6 separate regions of the Mus musculus genome follow, and all the other regions are linked to region 3. The links are chromatin contacts, called in public HiCAR-type and promoter capture Hi-C maps. All regions are on one chromosome and are shown on one strand. The core of a region is the stretch at or near the end of the contact, and the rest is flanking DNA. Distances in the headings are between cores, read along the strand shown.

Region 1 (4,251 bases), core at 489-2,988, 3.7 Mb before region 3:
GAAAAACTCACTTTTAAATCAAATGCTTTCTTCACCAAAAAATATAAAATAACACTTTTTTTATATCATGTCAGCATTTATTGTTCACATTTATTTGTAACCTGTATTGTTTGGGGGGAGGGACCTGGACTAATACTTCAGCCATCTCTTTTGACAAAAGAATAAAAACCTGTCAGCCAGTTCTAGTTTCCAAATCTTTTGTGTGGTTATTCCACAACCCTCTCCAGGAAGATTGTCTGCTACATACTTCAGTCCTTTCTCCCTCTCAAAGAGTCCTTATAAAGTGCCACTGTAAACACATAAGTGGATGCTCACAGTCAGCTATTGGATGGATCACAGGGCCCCCAATGGAGGAGCTTGAGAAAGTACCCAAGGAGCTAAAGAGATCTGCAACCCTATAGGTGGAACAACATTATGAACTAACCAGTACCCCGGAGCTCTTGACTCTAGCTGCATATGTATCAAAAGATGGCCTAGTCGGCCTTCAATGGAAAGAACGGCCCATTGGACTGGCAAACTCTATATGCCTCAGTACAGGGGAACGCCAGGGCCAAAAAGTGGGAGTGGGTGGGTAGGGGAGTGGGAGAGGGTATGGGGGACTTTTGGGATAGCATTGGAAATGTAAATGAGGAAAATACCTAATAATAAATAAATAAAGTGCCGCTGTGACCCTCCAACCCCTCAGCGTTATACGTGTTGGGGTCAGGAAGTTATTTCTGGGAATTCGAGATTGAACAAAAACTTTACAGAATTTTTGCATTGCAAGATTCTGTTCTAAACTGTCCTATCAAATCCATCTGCCGGCTGTGATTAGCCCTGGTCCACTCAAGTCCAACACAGAGCCAAGTAAGCGACACACAACAGCATCACCAGCTGGCCCTGGGCTGGTGGCCAACTAGAAGCACAAGCTCGAGTCCCTTAGAAAGCACCAATGGGCAAGGAGGCAAGCTATGACCGCCCAAAGTGCTCCGAGGGATGGGAGGAGGCGGAGAGAGGATCCTGGCAGCGGGGCTGCGGATGACCGCTAGCAGAAGGAGAAGGAAAGAAAGATGCGGGAAGAGAGAGCCGAGGCTAGCCCTCAACTCCAAGAACCGCAGGCAGGAGCACCCTAGCTGCAATCAGCTCTCAGCCGCAACGGCGACACTCACGTCTCCGATCTGCAGCTCCACTTGCTCCAGCGGGTCCACGGTTGGACCGGGACTCCTGCTCGGATCCCGCCAGCCCAAACTCACTGGCATGCTGAGGGACGACGAAGAGGCGCCTGACGACGGAGATGAGGGAGGCGGCGGCGGCGGCGAAGAAGCCCGAAACTCCTCAGAGTCAGCCATGGGAGTGAGCTGGGGCTACTGGACCGGATCAAGCAACCGAACCCTCACCAACTGCCTTTCGACCGCTCGCGCCCAAAGCCCATAGGCTCCGCCTCCTCCCACACGGAGTCCCGCCCCATCTTCTCGTTTGTCTCTGCCCTGGACCCCAAGTACGTCTCATTTTTTCCAGACAGCCAATCAGATATCAAGCCAGGCGTCACCAGGCTCCTGCGCACAGCTCCAGGAGCTAAACACTACAACTCCCAGAATGCCTAGCAAATCAGCCTCGCTATGCTTCTAGGGCGCATGCGCACACGCGAGAGCTTGTCGGCCTCTTCTGCACACTAGGTTCCTGGCTGAGGATGACTGGGAGATGGAGTCTTCTGCCTTTTCCTGGCTTGTATGTGACCCGGAAACCTTACTGGCCTTCGTGTCCTCTGTGGCGCCGGCGCAAAGCAGAAGAGGGGCGGGTACGCCGCGAAGCAAGGGCGGTCGGCAGAGCCCAGACGCTGACAGAAGCTGAGCAGTCGGGGCTTCTTGGCAGGTGATGGCGCCCCTCGTAGCCTAGAAGTCCAGCACCCTCGGCAAGCCGCAGACCCACGCCTCTCTCCTTTGTATCTGGTCAAGTCTCCGGGTCACTTTGAACATGTTGGTGCGACTAACCAAGCTGTCCTGCCCTGGTGAGACGAAACTCCTGGTGGGGACAGAAGGAGCAAGGTGGATAAGTTGGGACAAAACAAGACTGGGGCCACACCCGGGGTACTGCCAGCATCTCTTTCCTTGTCTATTGTCTTAGGCTAAACTAGGGCAAAGGTCAATGCTGTCAGCGCCTGGTGGCCGACCCTACCTTACCGACCTTGGAGTTGCCCCAGTTGGCAGAATTATCATCTAGGTTAAAGGTCATGAGAAGAGAAAATTGTCAACACTGCCCCCTCGGTGGAGTTCCCCCAAATGCCGCTCCTAATCTTTACCTCAAGGCTCAGGTATTATCTGCCGCCTTATTAGGAATGGGAAAGAAAGAAAAACTTGTGTGGGTTTTCGCCTTGGCTCTGACCTGACTTTGCAGCCATAATAGTCTAATCTTAATTGAAGTCTGAGCTCTCATATCGTATTAACTCATATATTACCAATTATGTCTGGAGTCGGAATTTTTTCTGCATTATCCAGAGTTAACACCAGGCGTTTCTGTTATGGGTGTTTCTTAAAGCAGTTGCAGGATAGTTTTAAGTTTTTACTTAAAAACAACCCCCTCGTTCAAACAGAAGTTTAGAGGATCTTGAATTCTGTTGTAACTGGCTTAATATAAATCTTTACTGAAGTTAATTTGGCTGTGGGATTTTTAAACAAGTATTTGTATACTTGTTTAAACAATATGGTGTATATTCAAACCAAGCATCTATTATCCACAGAAGATGGTATGCTTTGAGAGCCATCAGTTTACAGTCTAATTTAGATGCAGTCTTGGATCTAGTCAGTGACTTTTCTTTAAACGCTAATTTGTTACATTTTCATTACTCAGTGTTACCTCTAGTGGTGACAACTAAATGTGCTAAGTATGTCGTGTATGGCTGATCCGGTGTTCAGTGACTCTGACTTTGCTTTCTACTGGAACTCTGTCTTTATGCCTAAATGTTCAGATGGGTCATGAGAGATACCATGCTCGTTTAAGCAAAGGAATAAACGTTATACCTTTTTAAAATTCTCTGGTGGGAATCAGAGGCCACGGTTCCAACTGTTCTCGAGCAAATTAGTAGCTGTACAAATAATAGAATGAATTTTCAGAAGTAAATGATAACTTGTATATGGTAAACTACAGGGTATAATAAATACCTTTTAAATGATGATAGTATGTTTGAACTCAACCAAATTTGCCTATAAGTACTTATAAATATCTTTCCCCCGTGAATTAGGGTAAAAAAAAAAAGATTTAATCTTGGACTTAATAAAGTATTTCAATATCATCGACTGATAGATTGATTTTTTTTCAAGGCAGAGTTCCTCTGTGTGGTCCTGGCTGCCCAGGAACTGGCTCTGTAGACCAGGCTGGCCTCAACCTCACAGAGCTCCATCCACCTGCCTCTGCCTGTGCTGGGATTAAAGGCCTGCACCACTACTGCCCAGCAATATAATACTTTTTAATGTGCAAAACAAGCTAGGGAAGATTTGTTTCCCTACCTCTTTAAAATTATCAAAAGAAATGTATAGTATTTACAAGACATTAGACTTCTACTCCAAATGTTTTTTTTTTCCCCACTTCATTCAAATTTATTGTCTTGATGCCAGGTATCACTTGAGAAACTATTTTGTTAAAATATTTAAAAATATTAACCATGTAATTGGTGGTAAAAATAAAATTAGTTTATATAAGAATAATTTGTTAAAAATATTTCGTCTTCTTTTTTTTTCTTTTGTTTTTCTTTTGTTTTGGTTTGGTTTGGTTTTTGGTTTTTTTGGTTTTTGAGACAGGGTTTCTCTGTGTAGCCCTGGCTGACCTGGAATTCACTCTGTAGACCAGACTGGCCGCGAACTCAGAAATCCGCCTGCCCCTGCCTCCCAAGTGCTGGGATTAAAGGCATGCGCCACCACACCCGGCCTTCTTCTTTCTATTTAATTAAGAAAAAATTTACCATGGCCTCAGGTTCCATGATTTCAGAGATAATTTCAGATCAATTACTGTTCTCAGAATTTGACAAGTATTAGAAGAAACTATCTGAATTCCTATTTGTCTGATGTAAATAGGGCTTATCGTTATTTCACATCTCAGAAAGTTATGAGGGATATTTTGTTTGGAACAGGTTCTCATATAGCACAGGTTGGCTATAATCTGATTGTCGTGTGGCTGGAGATAACCTTGAATTTCTGATCTCCCCACTGTGCATTACCACATGGCTTATGATGTACTGGGGATCCAACTAGGCAAGCACTCTACCAACTGAGCCACACC
Region 2 (3,932 bases), core at 1,062-3,561, 3.6 Mb before region 3:
ATCATTGGTGTTGAGTATTTTCTCTGGCAGACTAGGAGTTGAAATACAAATTTCTTCATGATATGATAAGCAATAGAGAAAAATTTTTTAAAAATGAAATTCTCTTAAAGGCTCTGTCTTCACCATGTCTTGTCCTGGTTTCATCTTCAAGCTTCTATCAAGATAGTGGTAACATTATATCCAGATATTAAATATTAATAATTATATCTCAGTTAGGAGGGAAGAAACGACTCCTAACTGCTTTTCTTCTAGCTTCTTCAGGAAGGAGAACCAGGTTTCAGCAGGTCACAAGCAGTATTTATGATAATATAACAGAAATCAAACTAAAACAGACTACAGAGCATGCATATATGGAAACAAGTCACAGGAACTGATAGATCGGCTTGTGGAAGACAGCCCTCACAAGTCCCAGTTTTCATTTCATTTCATTGTTATCCTGTCATCTCTAAGCATTCACAATATCCCTGTTCCTCTTCACATACAGAGCCATGTGGCAGTGCTAGAGACCCGGACTAAGAAACCAGGAAGCAACCTCTGGATTGGGGGCCTTGAGCAGATTAGAGCTATGCCCCACCCCCTCTTTTGATTACTTATATTTGTGAAATATGTTTGCTTTTAAACGTCTAAATGTCCTCTTTTTTTGTTTGCTTGTTTTGCTTTTTAGCGCTCTCTCTCTCTCTCTGTGTGTGTGTGTGTGTGTGTGTGTGTGTGTGCATGCGCGCGCATTGTGTAACTTTGTGCCTCTGAGTGCAGTGCCCTTGGGCACCAAAAGGGGGAGGACGACTTCTGACCTGGAGTTGGACTTGGTTGTGAGCTTTCTGATCCACTTGCTGGGAAGAGATCTCCAGTCCCGTGCAAACGCAGCTTATGTTTGTAACTGCTGAGCCATGTTTCTCCATCCTTAACTTTCCTTTGATCAAGTCTAAGAAATCTTGGTGGGTCATTTGTTCACCGTCCTCAAATTTGCTGGAGTCAGAGTGGAACTCAAAAGTAACTAACTCTAGCTCTACTACCTACCATCTGAACCACGTTAGAGCTCTAGGCCGCAAAACAGATTAATAAACTGTTTTGAATGTGGTCAGACTCTTCATAACCGCAGGTTCTTTAACGTCTTGCACCACAGCACAATAAATTCTCAGGGGGTCTGAGGCGTGAAAGCACAGGCAAATGAGTCTAAGCACACACTCAGCTTCCCTAAATCAAAGAATCTATTGAGTTTTTTTTTTTTTTTTTTATGTGCCCAATGTGAACACGAACTAGGAAAGCAATCATTTGTGTGTATATGTGGGCTTAACGCACGCACATATGGGCTTAGTACATGCACAGCTTTTGTGTGACTTATGTACCAGTGGGAACCAACACACCAAAAAACCCAAAAAAACCCCAAAAAACAAAAAAAACCAAAACAAAACCCGGTGACCTGAATAAACTGTTTGTAAATTCAAAATTGAGCCTGCTGATTTACTCTGGTTCCGGCAGTTGCTTGCTGGGACCTCAAATGCAGCAGGGGCCAGAATCCCCAGCAGCAACGTCAGGCACTAAAGTTGCTTCTCCAGCTCAGGCCACGTTTTCTGCTAGGGAGTCCTGGACCCGATAAAATGAGGACCAAGTTCAAGGGCTTTTCTTTCCAAAGAACAAAAACCTCCATAGTTGTGCTCTGGAGCTCAGTAGGTCAAGTGTGTGAAGACTCGTGCACCCCGCCCAACTCTCTAGCCCCAGTAAGAGCCCGGCGAGTGATAACTCCGGGCGTACCCCTAGTGATGTCGGCGCAGGGCGGGTAAAGCTGGCCAATGGAGACGTTAGGCCTCTATGCTCCTCCCCCTCCCCCCACACGCCCCGCCCCACTCCTCCCTACGAGCCTCTCCCGGCTCCACTCTCCGCTTCCCTGGCGCTCCTCCTCCATCGCCCACTCCTCTCTCCCACTCCCTTGTATTCCTCCCAACACGTTCCACTCTTCATCGCCTGCGCTCCTCCCAGTCCCTCTTGCTCCTCCCAGTCCCTCGTGCTGCCTTCTGACGCTCCTCCTCCCTCCTCCCGGCGCTCCTCCCCCTCGCTCGTGCACCCCCCTCCCTGCCATCCTCGTGCTCCTCCCCTCCCTCATGCTCTCCCTCCTCTTCTTCCCGTGCTCCTCCCTCTCCCTCGTGCTGCCCTCTCCGCGCTCCTCCTCCCGCGGGAGCGAGCTGTCAGCCGGGCGGGCCGGCTCCGTCATATGACCGGCCGGCGGCCGCGGCGCCGCACCTTCCGTCCGCTGCAGCGGTCCCGCGCTCGCGCCCCTCCGGGCGGCCGCGCCCCCGTCGCCATGGCCCCGCCGCGGCCGCCGTGGGCTGCGCGCTGAGCCGTCGGGTCCCGGAGCGTGGCCGCCCGCCCGGGCCGCCGCGTGCACGCCATGGCCCCGACCCTGCTCCAGAAGCTCTTCAACAAAAGGGGCGGCGGCGCAGCGTCTGCCCAGGCCCGGCCGCCCAAGGAGGAGCCGGCCTTCAGGTGAGCGCGTGCGAGCGGGAGGGAGGCCTCAGGCGGGCTGCATGGAGACCGGACCCCCGCGCCACCCTGTCCCCTCCTCCTGGGCGGGACCCCGCGCCACCCTGTCCCTTCTTCCCAGATCCTCCTGGGAAAGACCCCAGTCTCTCACTCTCCTCTGTCCCGGTCCTCCCGGGTGGGACCCCACGCCTCTCTCGCCCCTCTTTCTGGGTGGGACCCAGCAGCATCCTCTTCCCTCCCTCGCCGGGTTCTCCCAGGTTGGGCTCCTCTTTCCACTTCTTTCAGGGTCTCAGAGCCGCGAACCGCCCTGTCCCTTTTCTACTGCTCCTTCTGGGTGGAACCTCAGCGCCGTCCTCCTTCCTTGCTCTCCAGGTCTCCCCAGGTGGGAGCCCTGCGCCATCCTCTGCCCTCTTTCCTCAGGTGCCCCACAAAATTTCTCCATATGCCCCCGTGTCTGAGCACGTCTGGGACCGGTGTGTACCTTCCAGGGTCTCTGGAGGGAGAGTCACCTGCGTCTCCCCTGCCCCAGAGCCTGTAAGCTGTCATTTTGCAGGCAGCTCCAACCCACTGAGTATGTGACAGTATTTTGAAGTTGGAAAGGGTGAAGCCACGAAAAAAGCAGCTTCTTTCTTGCAGTGTATGACAAGCTCGCCGGCGGATGAATAAAAGTGTGTAATTTCCTCATCAGTTAGAAGGCTGATGCCGCATGATGAGTGGAAAGGGAGGGAAATGCTTTTTATGAAACGTCTCGGGTTCTAATTTAACAAAGCAGAGGCAGATATTTAATAGTTCATCTTCGGAACACATACCTTTGGATTAGCATGTGTTAAGCTGGCTCAAGACCCACAGCTCTAAGTGGCGGCTGGTCTTGCATTTTGAGCTAAGCAATTGGCTCTCAGTAACATCCCTATACTATTCTGCTTTTGAGTGGTAAGTTTCCAAAGATGCTCTCCTGGGTCCTGTACTGTCTCTCAGCACTACTAGTTGAGAAAACATTTTATTTGCCATTTAAGTTTTCATCACTATAAAACAAAACAAAACAAAACAGAAAACTGAACACCTCACACCGATTCAGACCTTCTAGGGATACTTTATGTTCAGAATGTAAGACTTTGAATTTTTTTTAAAAACAAACAAACAAACAAACAAAGGTCTCATTAGTCCAGGCTGGCTTTAAACTCTTGACAATCTTCCTGCCTTAGCTTCTCAAGTTCTGGGAACACCAACATGAAGCATCGCATTTGAAATGAATTTTGATTAAATCTCATCTCCTTTATTGCATAAAAATTCATTCAAAACACATACAAACACATTCCTATAGTTATATAAGATTTTCTTTTATCTTGTATTTCCAGTTTTATGTAGCCCAGGCTAGCTTCGATCAATTGATGACCTGATCGTCCTGTTAGTGCTTCTCAAGTGTAAGATTACAGTAAGCACGTGCTGCCATCCCT
Region 3 (3,749 bases), core at 780-3,279:
ATTTTCTGAGTGGTCTTTCCATCCTCCCTGTTCTGTACATTTCCTGTGCGTGCGTGCACGCATGTGTGTGAGTGTGTGTGTGTACCCAGAATAATCACATATTCAAGTATAGACTAAGATTATTGCTGAAAAAATTCATTTCCTTAGAGAATTTTTACAGATATCTTGCCGTTTATGGGCATATTTAGTTCTGAGGAATTCTAAAGAAATCCCACTAATGTCTCCCAATTGCTATGAGTAAAACGGAAAGAGGAAACCTTAAATGATGGTAAATCCCACAAGACTGGAGACTATGGGAGCTACACCATCACCAGGAAGCAGACTTGAGCTGCTTTAGACCATTTTCCCTTTAAATTAAGCATTCTTTCTTTTCTCCGAGACTGAGGATTGAACTCAGTGTCTACAGTGTTCTAGGTAAATGTTGCAACAGTAAGGCATCATCCCTAGCCCTCGTTTGACTTTTGATTTGAGACAAGGTCTCTCTCAATTGCCCATTCTGATCCTGGAATCCTGTTGCCTCGATCTCCCCGGTATCTCTGATTACAGGTTGTCCTACCAGGTCTGGCATAGTTTCACACTTAGGTTACATGTTTAAACGGAGTCATGATTTGTTTTCTACAGAAGGAAAAGGTAGAAAGGATAAGATTCTGATAAAATTCTCCTTTAGTGAGGAAGTATCTTTTTACAAGACCTAGAAGAGACTACAAGTATTATGGTCATATTGGCCAAATTTAGATTCTTTGTTTCCAACTCGTAAATCGAATGTCCTGGCTAAGATTCAGTGTAAGAGCATTTGGAACCAACATAATGTGATTTTTATTAGCTAAGTGCATATACCACCAGTCTCACTTATTTTTTACAGTGAGAGAAATGCCCTGGTCTGCCTGTGTGGCTCTTGTTAACCTATGATTTCAGGACTGACCTAAAAACATTCAACACAGGAACTGTCTTGAAAATGAATCTGGTTTAAGCAGATCTCCTTCGTTTAAAGCACTCATTCCCCATAATTAATTGTGATGACTAAAACACGGGCAGGATATCACAAAAAAATATGTAGAATGCAATATGCAGAATGTAAAAGTGCCACTGCACAACTGATACTTTTCAGAAATAATTTATTTCTCTTAGAATTCAGGTCAAGAGGAGAAACAAATTTATCATTTATGCATAACCTCAATTCCACACACACCCTGATTATATTGAAGAAAGAAATGCACTGTGGATTTCTTTGAAGTGGTTTGGCGTTATTATGCCTGTCTAACTTTTTGTTAAACGTAGTGGGTTTTGCTGGCCTTGAAAATGTAATTTAAAAATGTAACTGATTTTTTTTTCTGCTACCATTAAGAGAAATACACACAGCAAGATGAATGCATACTCATTTCAGCCTGTAAGATTTGTTTTTAAAATTATTCCATTTGCAGCCAGAGGAAACATGAGATCATTTCTTTCCTTCTGCCAACAAAGTGCTTTCCCCACCCCATGTAGACAGTCAAGTGAGCTTCAGGGTCCCAGCTTACTTTCTACCATTTTTGCACATAGCCTAGTGCCTCTAATGGGACAAGACTCAGTAGGCAGTCCTTGAGAGAATGTGAGAAGAACAAAGTGTTCATAAGCTGAACTCATTATGTAGGGTAAGAAATGAGCAGGGCTAAGCAGAGTGCACCCACGGTTGCTTTGCGGTTGTTGGTGTGCATATAAGCACTGTACTCTTGCTCCACGTGCATTCCAAGTGCTGGGACATACATGCACACACATGCGCAATGATCACCAAGCCTCAGGCCAGGACAAGTCCCTAGCCCTCCCAACCAGGCTCCTCCACCCCTCCGCACCCATCCAGGCTCCACGTGGGCGCACCCAGGCGCCAGGCGGCCGCGCGGCCCACGGAGCTCAGAGCCTGCCCAGAGCTGAGAGGGTAGGCGCGGCCCGGGGCGGGACGGACAAAGCTGGCGTCCAATGGAGCCCAGCATTAGCTCCCCGAAAGGAGGGAGCGGTGGCTTGCGCGGGCCCAATGAGCGGGGAGCCCGAGTGGGACTTCCTCCCGGAATCCCGTTGGCCATGATAGCGGGGCCGTGGGTGACACGTAAGTTGGGTGGGAGGTGGCGGGCGGCTGGAGCTTCCAGATCAGTGACACCAGCCCACCACCCCCCTTAACCTGACCAGACCAACCAGTCCCCATCTCTTCATCAATACCGAGGGACCGTTCAAGGGGACGCCGCCTGGAGCCAGGTCCCTTTGTTGGGCGCGCGTCCCCTACCAGTGGTAGCGACAAAGTCCAGCAGCGGGAGCCGGCGCGAGGGGCGGGGACTGACGGTGGGGACAGCGAGGCCAAAAAGTGGGGAGTAGGGAAAACCAAGCCGGCTGCGCGCGGGGACCAGTAGCAAGGGCAGCGGGCTCTGAAGTATGCAAAGAGACTCCACGCGGGCCCAGCCACTCGCGGAAATCCGACATCGCAGAAGTTTGGTGGCTGCTGGCCGGGTGGCGTCGATGACCTGGCGCCCAGCCGGCCGCGGGGGCTGAGCGGCCGCCTCTTCCTCTCTGGTCCGGCTTTTGTGTCTCGCGTCTTCTGCTCATGCCGTGTCCAGCTACTTCTCGCGGTGGCCGTTGCTGAGCTGTCCGACGCAGCCGAGGACCGAGGACACGACGGCTCCCGCCGCCGCAGCGCGGGGCACAGGAGGGACTATGGGAAACGGGATGTGCTCCCGAAAGCAGAAGCGGATCTTCCAGACGCTGCTGCTTCTCACGGTGGTCTTCGGCTTCCTCTATGGCGCGATGCTCTACTTGGAACTGCAGACGCAGCTGCGCAAAGCTGAGGCAGTGGCGCTCAAGTACCAGCAGCACCAGGACTCTCTCTCTGCCCAGTTGCAAGGTACAGTTAAGGGGAAGCGCACCGCCAACTTCTCTCTGAGCTGGTGCTGGTGCTGGAAAAGTAGCTTGGTGGATAGTTAGTTGGCTTTGCAGGTACCACTCATTGACCTTCTGGCGCATCTGAGGGAGCGGCCGCGGGGATGTTGGCTTCTGAGCGTATGTGTGGGAGATAATATCCTGATTTTCCAGCTTCCTCCCAGGAGTTATCTTTGAAATCCACAGCACCAGCGCACGGTCCTGCCTGGCGTTTGGTGGGTACATACAACACCAAGTCTTTTACCCGAAGCACTTGTCAAAGGCCCAGCTGCAATCTAGGCAAACAGCCCTTCTGCTACATCTGCCAATCCTTTCCCAAGAGGCAAGCCTTGGTTTGTAGACATAAAGAATTATGCAGACATTTTCTAACCCGTGTTCTTTTTCAAGGGGGGAAAAAAGAGACTATATACACTAGTGACTCATGAACGGAACCTGCAAGCTTGTGTTGTGATTAGTGCTCTTGTTATTACGTTTGTTCATTTAGTAGTTAACTTGAGAAATGTTGGGAGTGATGGTAAAGTCCACACCACCACTTGACTGTAGGTTATCCTACAGATATTTGCTTTTAAAAGGCTTGTCTCCCTGGAGAAACCTTTATTTAGCTGATCTGTAGAACCCTGTGTGTGCATCTTCAGGAAGGCACACGCGTGTTTTAGAGTTAGCTGTGAGAAGTCTAAAAGAAGAAACATAAAATTTCCCTTTGCCAGCCACAGACGACTCAGCTTGGGCAAGGTGTTCGCAGCTCGTAGCCTTTCATTTTAAGAATCACACTGAGTTTCCACGGTCTAGATGATTCCCGAGTGAGTGCATGGAAACACTTTGTGGTTCCATTAAGGTCATACTCGTTG
Region 4 (3,970 bases), core at 340-2,839, 3.9 Mb before region 3:
GCAAATCTCTGCCTGTTTATGTGTGCACATAAACAGGAAGTTTCTCGATTTTTTCAATCACTAAATTAATCATTTCTCTTAAGAAAATGACCTTCTTTCTTTCTTCATGATACTCTGCCTCCCAGTGCAGTTCTCTGATGGATGTAGAGTTGAAAAGCAAGGCTTCCTTTCAAGAAACCTTATCTCCTAACGTCTCCACTTTTCTTCTCTTTCTTGTGAATCTCACATGACCAGATAGTGGATGGTGTCAGCTTAATCCACTCCAAGAGGCCTGCCTGCCTCAAACTCAGACTAGGCCAGGACCTAGCACTTCCTCTTCTTGAAGTTCACATCTGTGTCTTCTGCTGTGCTAGTATCCGGCCTAGAGAGACAGCCTTGCTGTCTAGGAGAGGTCTGTCACACACACACACACACACACACACACACACACACACACACACAAGAGCGCGCACACAGACACATATGGACGCGCGCGCACACATACACACACATGCACGCACACACACACGCACACAGTCACACACACACACTCACACGAACACATGCACAGAGAGAGAGAGAGAGAGAGAGAGAGAGAGAGAGAGAGAGGGAGAGAGGGAGAGAGGGAGACAGAGAGAGATGAACACACACACACACAAACACACACACACACACACACACACACACACACGAGCGCACACACAGACACACATATGGACGTGCGCGCACACATACACACACACGCGCACGCACACAGTCACACACACACACACACACACACGTGGTTTTCAGCTACAGAAGAGGCAGGTAAATCTACATCATATGCTAGTGGTTGCTTTTACCTCTGAATCTCAATCGGATGTCCGAAGCCTGCACTCCTGTCCATTGCTCTTGATTCTTACAGCTCTTTAGGTGGGGTGGGATACAGCTACTGCTCTGGAACGTGATGCACAGCCTGGTTTCACAGGAAAGCTTCCTGGAAGCTATTTTCAAAGAAATTACCTCCCGGGCCAAGCTTTATTTTCCGCAACTCCAGTGTATGGATTTGTATAAAGCCACCTCCCTTGTCTACTGAAATGTGCCAGCAAGCCACAAAGGCATTTAGTTCACATTACAGTAGCACACATTAATTGTTTACATTTGTCTAAGCTCATGATTCCAGCTACATGGGAGGCTGAGGCAGGAGGATCACAGAGTCTACTTGGGCTGTGGAGTGAGCGTTAAGCCAGTCTAGGCAACTTCGGAATAAGCTGTCTCAACTTTAAAAAGGGGGAATGAGAGTTGGGAGTGCAAATTAGGAGAGATTGCCTAACAACAAAGGCAAACCGGGATGGAATGAGCATTTATTTTGTAACTGTGTGAGGTAGCTCCGGCTTTGTCTCATCCACAAACTGCACAATTAAAGGTGTGGTGTTTAGCAGAAGGTGACTTGCTACTCACTGAACGAGCTCTTCTTTAAAGGGGGGGGGGGGGGGGGGGCACGACACTCTCTAGTTAACTCGCTGACTGACAGAGGGCCTGAGGACTCCTTAGTCACCTGACTGAGCTCCAGCCCTCCGCTGGGAGGGTGTCCTGAGCCTCCGCCTGGGAGGGACTCCGGTCTCCCTTCAGATTCCGGCAGGAAGTCCGCACGCGTCCAGGGAAGAGTCAGCGCAGTGAGACCCCACCAGGTCACCTGAGTCTAAGGTGCCCCTGGGTCTGAGAGCCGCCCTGCAACCTTCAGCTCCTCGGGAAAACTCGCAGAGCAAGTAAGTGCCAGCACTCGTGACGTCAGCCCAGAGACAGGCGAAGCTGCACTCAGATTGGAGGAAATTAAAGGAAACCAGAAATGAAATCTTTAAACTAGAGCAGGCGGCATTGATCGAGCGCCGGCACTATCTTAAACGCAGGGGAGGAGCTGCTTAAAACTTTAAAGTAGTCGGGAGAAAAAGCAGATATACCAGTAATGAAACGAAAGTAGTAAATTTTTTAGAAAGAATGAATGTAGCTTAATAAAATATTAAGTGGATACTTAACACGTAAACCTTAGAATCCTTGGACTTGAGACTTTTCCACGGAATGTTGAAAGCTTTTACCTTGGAGAAATACGAACTATTTCGATAGCTGCTGCCTGGTTGGTAATCTGTCTAAGGTAAACGCGTGTGGGCAGGTCACGTGCTACCTGACCCACGTGATATTTATGGTCCTATTGTCTAACTAAAACTTGAAAAAATTTTAAATGAATGGGAGGGATCTAGCACAAGTTTAAAGCTTGACTGAGCTCTGAAGCGAGTTTAAAGTCTGCCTAGAAAAGCTTGGCGAGACTGTCTCAAATCAAACAAAGTAAAAACGGGGTTCGGGTATAGCTGAGCAGAGCGTTTGCCGAGCATGCCGTATTATTAAAAAATATAATAATAATAATAATAATAATAATAATAATGGATTTTGTTTGCTTGCTTGCTTTTTTAAAGACAGGGTCACACTAGTGTTGTCCTGGATGGTCTGGAACTAGCTATGTAAACCAAGCAGGCGATGATCTCAAAGATCTTCCTGCTTCTGCCTTCTGAGTGCCGGAAGTTAGCTTGCTACCAACCTAGACTGAAAATAAGATTTTTAGAGGAATAATTTGGGGCTAGGTTTGTGCGAAAAAAGGGTTGGGGATACATGTTCAGTAAAGTAATGATGCTTCTCTTTACCACAGAAATGTCACTGATTTAACGCGAGATGGACTCTTCCTTATGGCAGTCTGGGATTGTTGGTTCACAGGGAATTAGATCATGTGCTTTTGGAAATGCTCTGGAGCCGTGTGCTGTAAACGAACATCGTTTATCTAAGGCAATAACTGACTGGAGTTGATTCAGCAGTCAAATGAGGTCATGCGCTCTAATTAGCACTACTAATTATTCATCCAATTCAGGCTGAAACCTGTGGCTGCCCATCAATACCCCTTAGTGGAGCCTTCTTTTCTGTAAAATAATCTACCTCATTAAATGGTTAGGCACTGTCCTCTTAGCCATGCACTTGCTTTGCTTGTTTTAATTAAAATGGAAAAAAAATGATTTCTTCGCTATTAAACCTGTATTTTAAGTCCCAGGACAGCTTTCCAAATAGCTCTCCTGCCTCATATTTAGAAGTCCTGTTAGTTATTTGCTTATTTATTAGGTCTAAATGGAATCTCCTGCCTCGTATTTAAAAGCCCTGATATTTTTTTATCTGTCCTATTTATTTAGTGAACAAAGAGAAGTCTTTACACAGGTTCCCAAGTGCTGGGGCTGTTGGTATGTGCCAAGGATCTTTCCTGATACCACATTCCTCTTTTCTTCACTGAGAGAGCCAGAACTTTTTTTGTAGCAATGATATCTGATAGAACTTTTTACAGTGACAGAAAATTCTAAATTTGCAGGGATCAGAATCTTGGCTGATGGACACCTTCGTCAACTGAGTACTTAAAATATAATTTAGCTGAAGACCTGATTTCTTTCCTTGTCTTGACCTGAATAATTGTATTGAAAGGTTAGTTACTTTGTGCGACTTGGTGCTCCCAGAGTGCACAGCAGGGATGTCTACCTGCCGACTTTGTACTCTTCTGTAAGCTGCCGTTTGAACCACACTGCTGGTGAGGTTGGATTTTGCAAGATCATCTTTTATCTTCATTTTTAAAAATTGATGGTATAGATATTTATTTATGCATGCATACAGCATGAACATCCTGTGTGTGCCCTGTGCCGGGGAGTGAACCCAGTGTCCAGTCATATTAAGCACATGCTCCATCACTGGTCTGTACCTTAGGAAAGACTCTTGAGCCATGAACTTGCTACCCAAGGCTCTACCAACGGACAAAAAAGATCCTAAATCTGTAATGGCCATGCAACCTGAGTGCACCTTTACGCGAATGTCCCAAACACAGCAAAACTCACTTACAAAACACTTACTTAGTTCTGAAAGTCTTCTCAGGCAAGCTTGAATTTAATTGACACAACAGAGACCAGAAACATGTTCATCATGCCGGATT
Region 5 (3,968 bases), core at 972-3,471, 3.0 Mb before region 3:
CGCCACCGTTTCCCACCATGGCTCTGAAGAGAATCCACAAGGAATTGAATGACCTGGCTCGAGATCCCCCAGCACAGTGTTCAGCAGGTCCTGTTGGAGATGATATGTTTCATTGGCAGGCTACAATAATGGGGCCAAATGACAGCCCCTATCAGGGTGGAGTATTTTTCTTGACAATTCATTTCCCAACAGATTACCCCTTCAAACCGCCTAAGGTTGCATTTACAACAAGAATTTATCACCCAAATATTAACAGTAATGGCAGCATTTGTCTTGATATTCTACGGTCACAGTGGTCTCCAGCACTAACTATTTCAAAAGTACTTTTGTCCATCTGTTCTCTGTTGTGTGATCCCAATCCAGATGATCCTTTAGTGCCTGAGATTGCTCGGATCTACAAAACAGATAGAGAAAAGTACAACAGAATAGCTCGGGAATGGACTCAGAAGTATGCGATGTAATTAAAGAAATTATTGGATAACCTCTACAAATAAAGCTAGGGGAACTCTGAGAGAGAGAAAGTACTTTTGATTTCCATTTGACTGCTTTCTATGAGCCCACGCCTCATCTTCCCCTGTGCACATGTTTACCTGACACAGCAGTGCTGCGTGTTGTACATACTTGGAACAACAAACTAGAAATACTGTACTTCTGTACCAACATTGCCTCCTAGCAGAGAAGTGTGTGTGTGAGAAGCCAGTTCTCCGGGCATAACCTAGGTGTGAGACTAAAAGCTTTCCTTATTGACTTAACTTTGGATAATGGCAAGATGTGAGGGGTAGTAGGTACACAGTGTGTGCTTGGATGGGAGGAAAAGCTCCAGTGACCCATAGGAGATTGTCCTTAAGTGGAGTCCATCCAATCTCAAACAGTCATAAAAAGCAAGGTGAAGAACGTGAAGCTGTTTCTATATTCATTTCATCCTGAAGGACCTACAACTTAGGTGAAAGTTATGACCAAACAGATTAAACTACATGCTGTGCTTTAAGGTCTAAGGTTAACGGATCAACATTTAAATGGACTGGAGCTGTTAGTACATAAAGTGTGGTGGGCTTTGTTCCCAACACTTCACATCTCCCTGCCCTTTCAGCCTTCCTCCTTTTAGCCCCTTTCCATAATCTTTGGTTTGTATGTGGTTTCTCAGTTAATACATAGCTAATAGCTCTTATTTTTCTTATGTTTTTAACTGCTTTAGGCCTATTTCGATGTAAGGGTGGAGATGTATTTGATGGAAATCTGTGTGTATATTTAAGACCCTGTTGCTCCTCTGGAGCTTGTACGTTCACGAATGATTCATCTGTGTAATAAACTGATTACTACAGTCATTACAAAAAAAAAAAAAAAAAAAAAAAAAAAAAAGAAAGTTAAATGCCATCAGATCTTTCTGTTATCTCATGTCTGAAGCCTCTCCTGTGTCACAGGAGGAACAGGGTCAGGAGATGGGAACTGCGCGGTGCTGAGAGCTGTTGAGCATGGTGACACATGCGAGTAGGCCTGGCACGTGGGAGACTGAGGCAAGAGAGTAGGAGTTCCAGGTCAGTCTAGGCTACATGGTGAAATCTTGAATCAGAAGCAAGGCAGGGTGATGCAGTGCGGTGCGGTGCGGTGCGGTGCGGGGCAAACCCAGCAAAGCATGATGGGACAGGCCTTAGGGCATAGCTCTTTGATAGAGTATGCATGTGTGAGGCCTAACTTTCTGTCTCAGATACAGTAAAACGAGTGTCAGGACAAAATAAAACACAACCCCGTGATGTGAAGGGAATGTCACTGTGGGTTTCTCTTTCTACTCGCACGGTACCCGAGGGCATTGCTTTGTCACTATTTTATTCTTGGCACTTTCCAAGTATTAACCATCAAGTAGTGTTCCTTTTTCCTCAGTAAGTTTCGAATCGACATTGTAGCGTTTATTGTGTAGAAAAAGAATTTTATCTGTTGCTCGCTCATGTTCAAAATGCTGTTTCTTCATTGTCCTTACAGTTTTCTCGCATGTTTCCCTAGAAAGTTAAACTTAGCTTTGTTCTCCACAGTTGGGGTTTTTCTCAGCGGAAGCAGTTTACCCACAGAATGAAATCTAAGACAAAGTTCTTACTTGTTCTCTCACACACAGGCAATGTGTTTTTTTTTTTTTTTCTTCTGGTCAGCTGTTAAAATGCTTAGCCTCATAAGTAGTGGGAACTCTAATTCAGATCAATTTTATGAGACTTTTCTGGCTAGAGCAAAAGGATGTGGTCAGGAGAGGGAGAGAGGAAAGATCTGAACTCACCCTGGTTTCCTCCGGTTTGGGTTAAACTGAAAACCGACTTTTTTTTTTTTTTTTTTTTTTTTTTCTCACGATTCACTTCTTGGGTCCACAGAGGCTCTTCTCATGACATCTCTTGGGAATCTCAGCAGCGGTTCCCACGACCCAGGGTGGTGGCTGTCTTCTGCAGCGTGTCACTTTATGGTGAATATTTGGGTGTTCCTTGCTCTCATGTCTTCACTAGGGGCATGGTATACAATGCATCTATACCGCCTCTATCTCTGAGCCAGATACTCTCATTAGTATCTTAAATGGCATCCACTCCCCTTCCCTGGTGATAATATTTCAGCTTCTGCCCCCAGATGGTAGCTTGCTATCCATGTCTCTGTTGCTGTGATAAACACCATGTCCGAAAGCAACTTGGGAAGGAGTGGGCTTGTTTCACCAAACCATCGTCCAGAGAATGCAAGGCAGAGAGAGACTCAAGGGAAGAACCTGGAGGCAGGAACTGAAGCAGAGATGGGTGTACTGGCGTGATCATCTCCCTTTCTAATACAATTCACACCCACCTATCTAAGGACCACAGTGGCCTGGGCCCTCCTACATCAATTAGAAATCAAGAAAATGCCCAGAGACATTCCACAGGCCAATTAGATGGAGGAGAGCCCTCTGTTGTAATGCTCTCTTCCTTGGTGTGTCTAGGTTAGTATCACATTGATTAAAAAAATAAACAAGACATTATTTTCATTGTCTACAAAAATATCTTGAATATCTTTAAGATAATACTTAAGTCTTTTTCATGTTTGATGGCTCCAAAGAATCTAGCTTATCAAAGACTATAACTTACTGTATTAGTCATGGTTCTCTAGAGAAACAGTCCTGATGGTAGAATAAATGTATATATTAATTTGTTAGACATCTGTTAGGGCGGCTTACAGGCTAGACTCCAGTTAATCCAACTACCGCTCTCTACGAATGGAAAGTCGAAGAATTCAGTATTTGCTTAGTCCAAAAGGCTAGGTGTTTCAGTTAGTCTTCCATATATACCAGGATCTTGAAGAAATAGCTCTAATTCCAGTGATGGCATGGGCTTGACAGCTAGAACAAACAGGCCAAGAACAAAAGCTTCCTTCTTCCATGTCCTTTATATACACTGCCAGCAGAAGGTATGACCCAAATTAAGGGTGGCTCTCCCCACCTCACAGTTTTGGATTAAAGGGGTGTCTTCCTACCTCAAATAATTTAATTAAGAAAAATCCCTCACAGGTGTGCCCAGGCACTTGGTTTTCACATGTATTGTACATGTAGTCAGCTTGACAACCAAGAATGGCCATCACACTCCCCTAGCCAGGGTCCTGCTCATTAATGCAGTGATTATACTAATTTTTTATTGTTACAAACCATGCTTCCGTGCGTGTTAGCCTATTCTTGCTAGTGAATGTATCTCCAGATAAGTTATAAATAGACTTGATAGCTGACAGGGCTGTGATTTAAAATCTTGATATATATATATATTTAAAAATTAGCTGTCATAGGAATCACACTGACTTAACTGCCTCTTGTAATGTGTGAGGATGCCTGTTTTCCGTAATCTTGCTCACACAGCATAATCTCAAATTTTCCAGGCAGACAAGGCGCACATGGTTTCTCCCTCGGCCTCTAGGTTACATTCCTGAATAACGTAAAGCTTACTGTGGTCGCTGTAACAAATGGCCACACAGGAACTACT
Region 6 (4,178 bases), core at 355-2,854, 3.6 Mb before region 3:
CAACATGGTTTAATGTACAAAGGATTTAAAACCCTAAATCACTTAAATAATATTCAGACTTTTAAATTTTTTTATTCTGGGCTGGAGAGATGGCTCAGTGGTTAAGAGCACTGACTGCTCTTCCGAAGGTCCTGAGTTCAAACCCCAGCAACCACATGGTGGCTCACAACCATCTGAAATGAGATCTGATGTCCTCTTCTGAAGGCATCTGAAGACAGCTACAGTGTACTTAGATATAATCATAAATAAATCCTTAAAAAATATTTTTAAAAAAATTTTATTTTATGTGTGAGGCTGAGGCATGTAGTGTGGAGATCATGGGACAATCGCTGGGATTCAGGGTTGGTGGCAGACACCTTTACCTGCTGACCTATCTCAGGGGCCCTGCACTCAGAATTTCTAATCGCTAAGTAACTAACAGAAGACATAGTCCACTCTGTGTTCTATGGAAACTGCCTTTTGTAACCTCTGAAACAGTTCCCTTCTCAAGAATCCAAGAGACAGTTAACAATAAAATCTGTTACAAAACAAAGTGAATGCATATATACCCGTGTGTGTACCCATCCCAGCAGGTCTGGCCTACAACTCTAACATGCTTCAGAAAAGCCCAATTGAGTTACAAAGCAACACGAGGGCTTATGACAGTGTTTCTCAACCTTCTTAATGCTTCCACCCTTTAATATAGTTCCTCATCATAACTGTAAGTTTGCTACTGTTACGATTAGTAATGAAAATATCTGATATGCAACTCGGTGAAATGGTCGTTTAACAACCCACCCTCCAAGGAGTTTCCTCCACCCACCGGTTAAGCCACTGGCTTAGGGCTTCTTAGCTCTGAATCCTAGGTAACCATACAGACATAGTGCTCAATTCCATGATGCCAAAACAGCACAAACGATCGCCTACTTAAACTGCTACTATAATCAGTAATAAGGAAAAAGCACTAAGCACGAAAGTCACTCTAATTTGAAAATGATCTGGTAGCTCCCAATGTAGTTCGTGTACCAAGAGGCACGTGGCGTGTCTTGAGCCCCCCAGGCACATATCCAGGAAGCATACCGAACTATCCACCACTACTCGTCAAATCATTTCACTTTATAGTAAGTAGTGATGCAAAGGTTGCAGGGAAGTGCGATCAAAAAGAGACAAACGATAGGGACGCCACGATCCCTAAAGTAGAAGTAGAAATTTCCAGAAACTTCCACCGGAAGGGAGAGGGCGCAATCTGGACTCGTGGAGGCCAGGGCTCGCTCCGTCTGGGACCTAGGCTGCTATCCCCCTCCGGATCCCAGGCCCCGAGCCGCCGAACAGCCAGCGGGCCAAGGAGAACCGCAGCAGGGAGGCCCCGGGCGAGGGAACCGCTGAGCCGTTCGCGCCGCTCACCTCGCTCCCCGCCGATGTCCACGTCAAAGAAGACTCGCGGGTTCTTGGAGTTGGAGGGCTTGGCTGCCGGGGATGCGTGGGACATCTTCACTGCGGGCACTGGGCAGCGGGACACGAGCACCTCGTGCGCGAGACCGGAGCAAACTCTACTGCCCCTCTACGTTATAACCTGGCAACGCGCGGAAGAGTTACTTCCTGCGCACCGCCGGAAGCTGTACTCTGGTTTCCGGTGGCGCCTTCACCTTCCGGTTTCTGCGCCTGGCCCCTAATGCTTCTCTTTAGGTGGCTGTAGTGGCCGTCGGTTTCTTTTTAGTGTGTGCGCCGTTCCCTGGTGTTTGCTGCATCGCTGGGTGGAGAATTTGGAAACCATCCTAGCCTCGACTCTGCCACGAAATGCCAGTAACTACAACGAAACTTAGTTTACTCGTCTGTAAAATGGGGATAAAAATGCCTCCTCTGAGCAGACATGGTGGCTAGGCGGCACGACCTGAGTCTGATCCCCAGGATCCGTAAGGTGAAAGGAAAGAATGTTATCACCCAGTTGCCATCTGATCTCCACGAGTATGTCGTAGCATGCACACAGAAGCGCACATACATAAATTAATTGGTGCCTTCTTTTTCTTAATGCCTACCTACCTAGGGAAGGCGTTTTGGAAATTAAAGACATAAATTACTTATCAGAATGCCTGACATAAACATGTGGCTTCTAATAAATAACAGATGTCCAGTTACTATTGCCATGTTATTGTCATTTGGCCGTTAAGTTGTAAGTGACCCAGTCTAAAGCAAAGGCTCCAAATGCGCTGATGTTGAGAATCTAAAAGAGGATTTATTTGACTTCTGTTAAAACTAGATATCCTATAATAGTCTGTCTTTTTTTTTTTTTTCTAATGGGCTTGGTGTAAAATACACAACTTAAAGTTGAATGTGGTTATTCAGTACTGAGGAGGTAGAAGCAGGACGATCTATGTGAGTTCCAGGCCAGCCTGAGCTATGCCAGTAAGAATTTAAAAAGTGGCCATCCAGAGACTGTCCCACCTGAGGATTCATCCCATATACAGTCACCAAATCCTGACACTATTGTAGATGCCAAGAAATGCTTGCTGACAGGAGCCTGATATAGCTGTATATAGAGGCCCTGCCAGAGCCTTACAAATACAGAGGCGGATGCTCACAGTCAACCATTGGACTGAGGGGGTTGGGGGTCCCAATTGAGGAGTTAAGGAAAGAATTGAAGGAGCTGAAGGGGTTTGCAACCCCATAGGAAGAACAACAATATCAACCAACAGAGTTCTCAGGCACTAAGCCACCAACCAAGGAGTACACATAGCTCCGGCTACATGTATAGCAGAGAATGCCCTTGTCAGGCAACAATGGGAGGAGAGGTTCTTGATCCTATGAAGGCTGGATAGATGCCCCAATGTAGGGGAATTGAGGGTGGGAGTGAGTGGTGGGTGGAGGAACACCCTCATAGAAGCAGGGGGAGGGGGTGGGATAGGGAGTTTCTGGGAGTGAGAAGCCAGGAAAGGGGATAACATTTTGAAGTGTACATAAAGAAAATATGCAATTTTTAAAAAAGAATAAGAAAGTACATTTAGGACGAGTAGCTTTGGCATAGGCCTGTTATGCCAGTAGTTGATTCCATGCCAGGAGAATCCAAAGTTCAAGTTAGCCTGGGCTAAGTAAAGAGGCACTCACTCCAAAAAGACAAAAAAGGAGGTAAAACATTGTTAAGACTGGCCAGGTGGCACTTATGAGGTAGAAACAGGAAGATGGATAGTCCCAGGTTAGTCAGTACTACAGAACGAGACCTTACCTTTAAAAAATAAATAAATAAACCAGCCCAGGAAAAAAATTAACCAGCCCAAGTTGGTACCCAGCACCTATAATCTCCGCACTAGAGGCAAGAGTATCAGGAGCTAAACACCCAAACAAGCTCGCTCTTCTGTAAGTTGCCTTGTTCATGGTATTTAATCACAGCAACAGGAAAGTAATTAGTTCAGATCAGCAAAGCAGTTGGAATCTTCTATCCTGGTCATGTCCGGGCAGCAAACTGGTCATTTATATTTTGTCTTGCACATGACAATGATAAAGTTAATTAAAATGTGTGCTCAGGGGTCTGAGAAGATGTCTCACTCAATATGCAGGCGGATCCCTGGCACCCACTCAAAGGCTGGGTGGGGTGGGCACACAGTGGTCCCAGTGCTAAGGAAGATGATTCCTGGAGCAAATTGGCCAGTCGATGTGCTCGAAGTTAAAGGAGAGACCCTATCTCAAAAAATAAGATGGAGACCTGCCATACTCAATATCAAACTCTGCCCTCTACATTCATACACACATCCAGACAAACACATGCAGACAATACACACACACACACACACACACACGTTGCTGTTGTTCTAATCTACTAACTTGAAATCACTGAGGGCAGTCTGGAATGCGTAGAAAAACTCTCCTAAAAGGAAACACAAGAAGGAGGAGAGAGAAGAAAAGCTAGGGGCAAGCTGAGAATGCTGGCTCCATTCTCATAAGAAGGAAACTGGACAGGATGATTCTGTTGTTGTACAAGTGTCTGGGTGTGAAAACTGATGTAAAAGTTACTCTCCCGCTACCTAGGATTTTTTCCACAGTAAGTGGCTTTTTATGAAATTCGTATTACTAGAACCAAACCAAATGAAGAATCAAACTTTTTTTTTTAATTATGTGCTTGTGTCTGAGTTTGTGTATGTCAATTCAGAGACCCACAGGGACCAGAAGAGGGTATTGGTTCCCCTTGAGCTACCATTATAGGTGGT

What was found. Promoter capture Hi-C pulls out the DNA fragments that hold promoters and counts their contacts. HiCAR-type assays count read pairs that join an accessible place to other places.
Region 1: a promoter capture Hi-C map of hematopoietic stem and progenitor cells shows a contact between it and region 3. The contact joins the promoter of Etfdh here to the promoter of Golim4 in region 3. A contact is called at or near these places in 6 of 39 promoter capture datasets (cranial neural crest, frontonasal cranial neural crest, hematopoietic stem and progenitor cells and 3 more) and 1 of 484 Hi-C or Micro-C datasets (B cells).
Region 2: a contact with region 3 is called in a HiCAR-type map of astrocytes, with 1.9 times the contacts expected there. The contact joins the promoter of Fnip2 here to the promoter of Golim4 in region 3. A contact is called at or near these places in 4 of 39 promoter capture datasets (the HPC-7 cell line, cranial neural crest, pre-B cells and 1 more) and 1 of 115 datasets of contacts at active chromatin or transcription factors (astrocytes).
Region 4: a promoter capture Hi-C map of pre-B cells shows a contact between it and region 3. The contact joins the promoter of Tmem144 here to the promoter of Golim4 in region 3. A contact is called at or near these places in 3 of 39 promoter capture datasets (cranial neural crest, liver and pre-B cells).
Region 5: a promoter capture Hi-C map of pre-B cells shows a contact between it and region 3. The contact joins the enhancer-like site here to the promoter of Golim4 in region 3. A contact is called at or near these places in 3 of 39 promoter capture datasets (cranial neural crest, frontonasal cranial neural crest and pre-B cells) and 3 of 115 datasets of contacts at active chromatin or transcription factors (embryonic forebrain, large pre-B cells and stem cell-derived neural progenitor cells).
Region 6: a contact with region 3 is called in a promoter capture Hi-C map of pre-B cells. The contact joins the promoter of Ppid here to the promoter of Golim4 in region 3. A contact is called at or near these places in 7 of 39 promoter capture datasets (cranial neural crest, frontonasal cranial neural crest, hippocampal neurons and 3 more) and 1 of 484 Hi-C or Micro-C datasets (B cells).

What each region holds. Positions count from the first base shown.
Region 1 is chr3:79,626,254-79,630,504 of GRCm38.p6, reverse strand. It overlaps Etfdh (electron transferring flavoprotein, dehydrogenase), which reads left to right and starts at 1,738. Exons shown (of 13, transcript NM_025794.2): 1 at 1,738-1,987. The coding sequence starts at 1,954. It overlaps 4930579G24Rik (RIKEN cDNA 4930579G24 gene), which reads right to left and starts at 1,426. Exons shown (of 2, transcript NM_029482.1): 1 at 1,149-1,426. The coding sequence starts at 1,328.
Region 2 is chr3:79,566,058-79,569,989 of GRCm38.p6, reverse strand. It overlaps Fnip2 (folliculin interacting protein 2), which reads left to right and starts at 2,311. Exons shown (of 17, transcript NM_001162999.2): 1 at 2,311-2,481. The coding sequence starts at 2,387. It overlaps 4930589L23Rik (RIKEN cDNA 4930589L23 gene), which reads right to left and starts at 1,798. Exons shown (of 2, transcript NR_152118.1): 1 at 792-1,798.
Region 3 is chr3:75,955,229-75,958,977 of GRCm38.p6, reverse strand. Golim4 (golgi integral membrane protein 4) reads left to right here and starts at 2,029. Exons shown (of 16, transcript NM_001291069.1): 1 at 2,029-2,866. The coding sequence starts at 2,680.
Region 4 is chr3:79,840,528-79,844,497 of GRCm38.p6, reverse strand. It overlaps Tmem144 (transmembrane protein 144), which reads left to right and starts at 1,589. Exons shown (of 12, transcript NM_001379543.1): 1 at 1,589-1,727.
Region 5 is chr3:78,962,849-78,966,816 of GRCm38.p6, reverse strand. It overlaps the pseudogene Gm9762. Among named protein-coding and RNA genes, the nearest start is that of Gm23440, 15 kb to the left of the region's middle. Within about 2 kb of position 2,221, at least 33 of the 459 cell types and tissues checked have an H3K27ac peak or open chromatin away from gene starts, as enhancers often do. A contact at or near this core is called in pre-B cells, where this site is marked.
Region 6 is chr3:79,588,763-79,592,940 of GRCm38.p6, reverse strand. Ppid (peptidylprolyl isomerase D (cyclophilin D)) reads right to left here and starts at 1,604. Exons shown (of 10, transcript NM_026352.4): 1 at 1,384-1,604. The coding sequence starts at 1,468.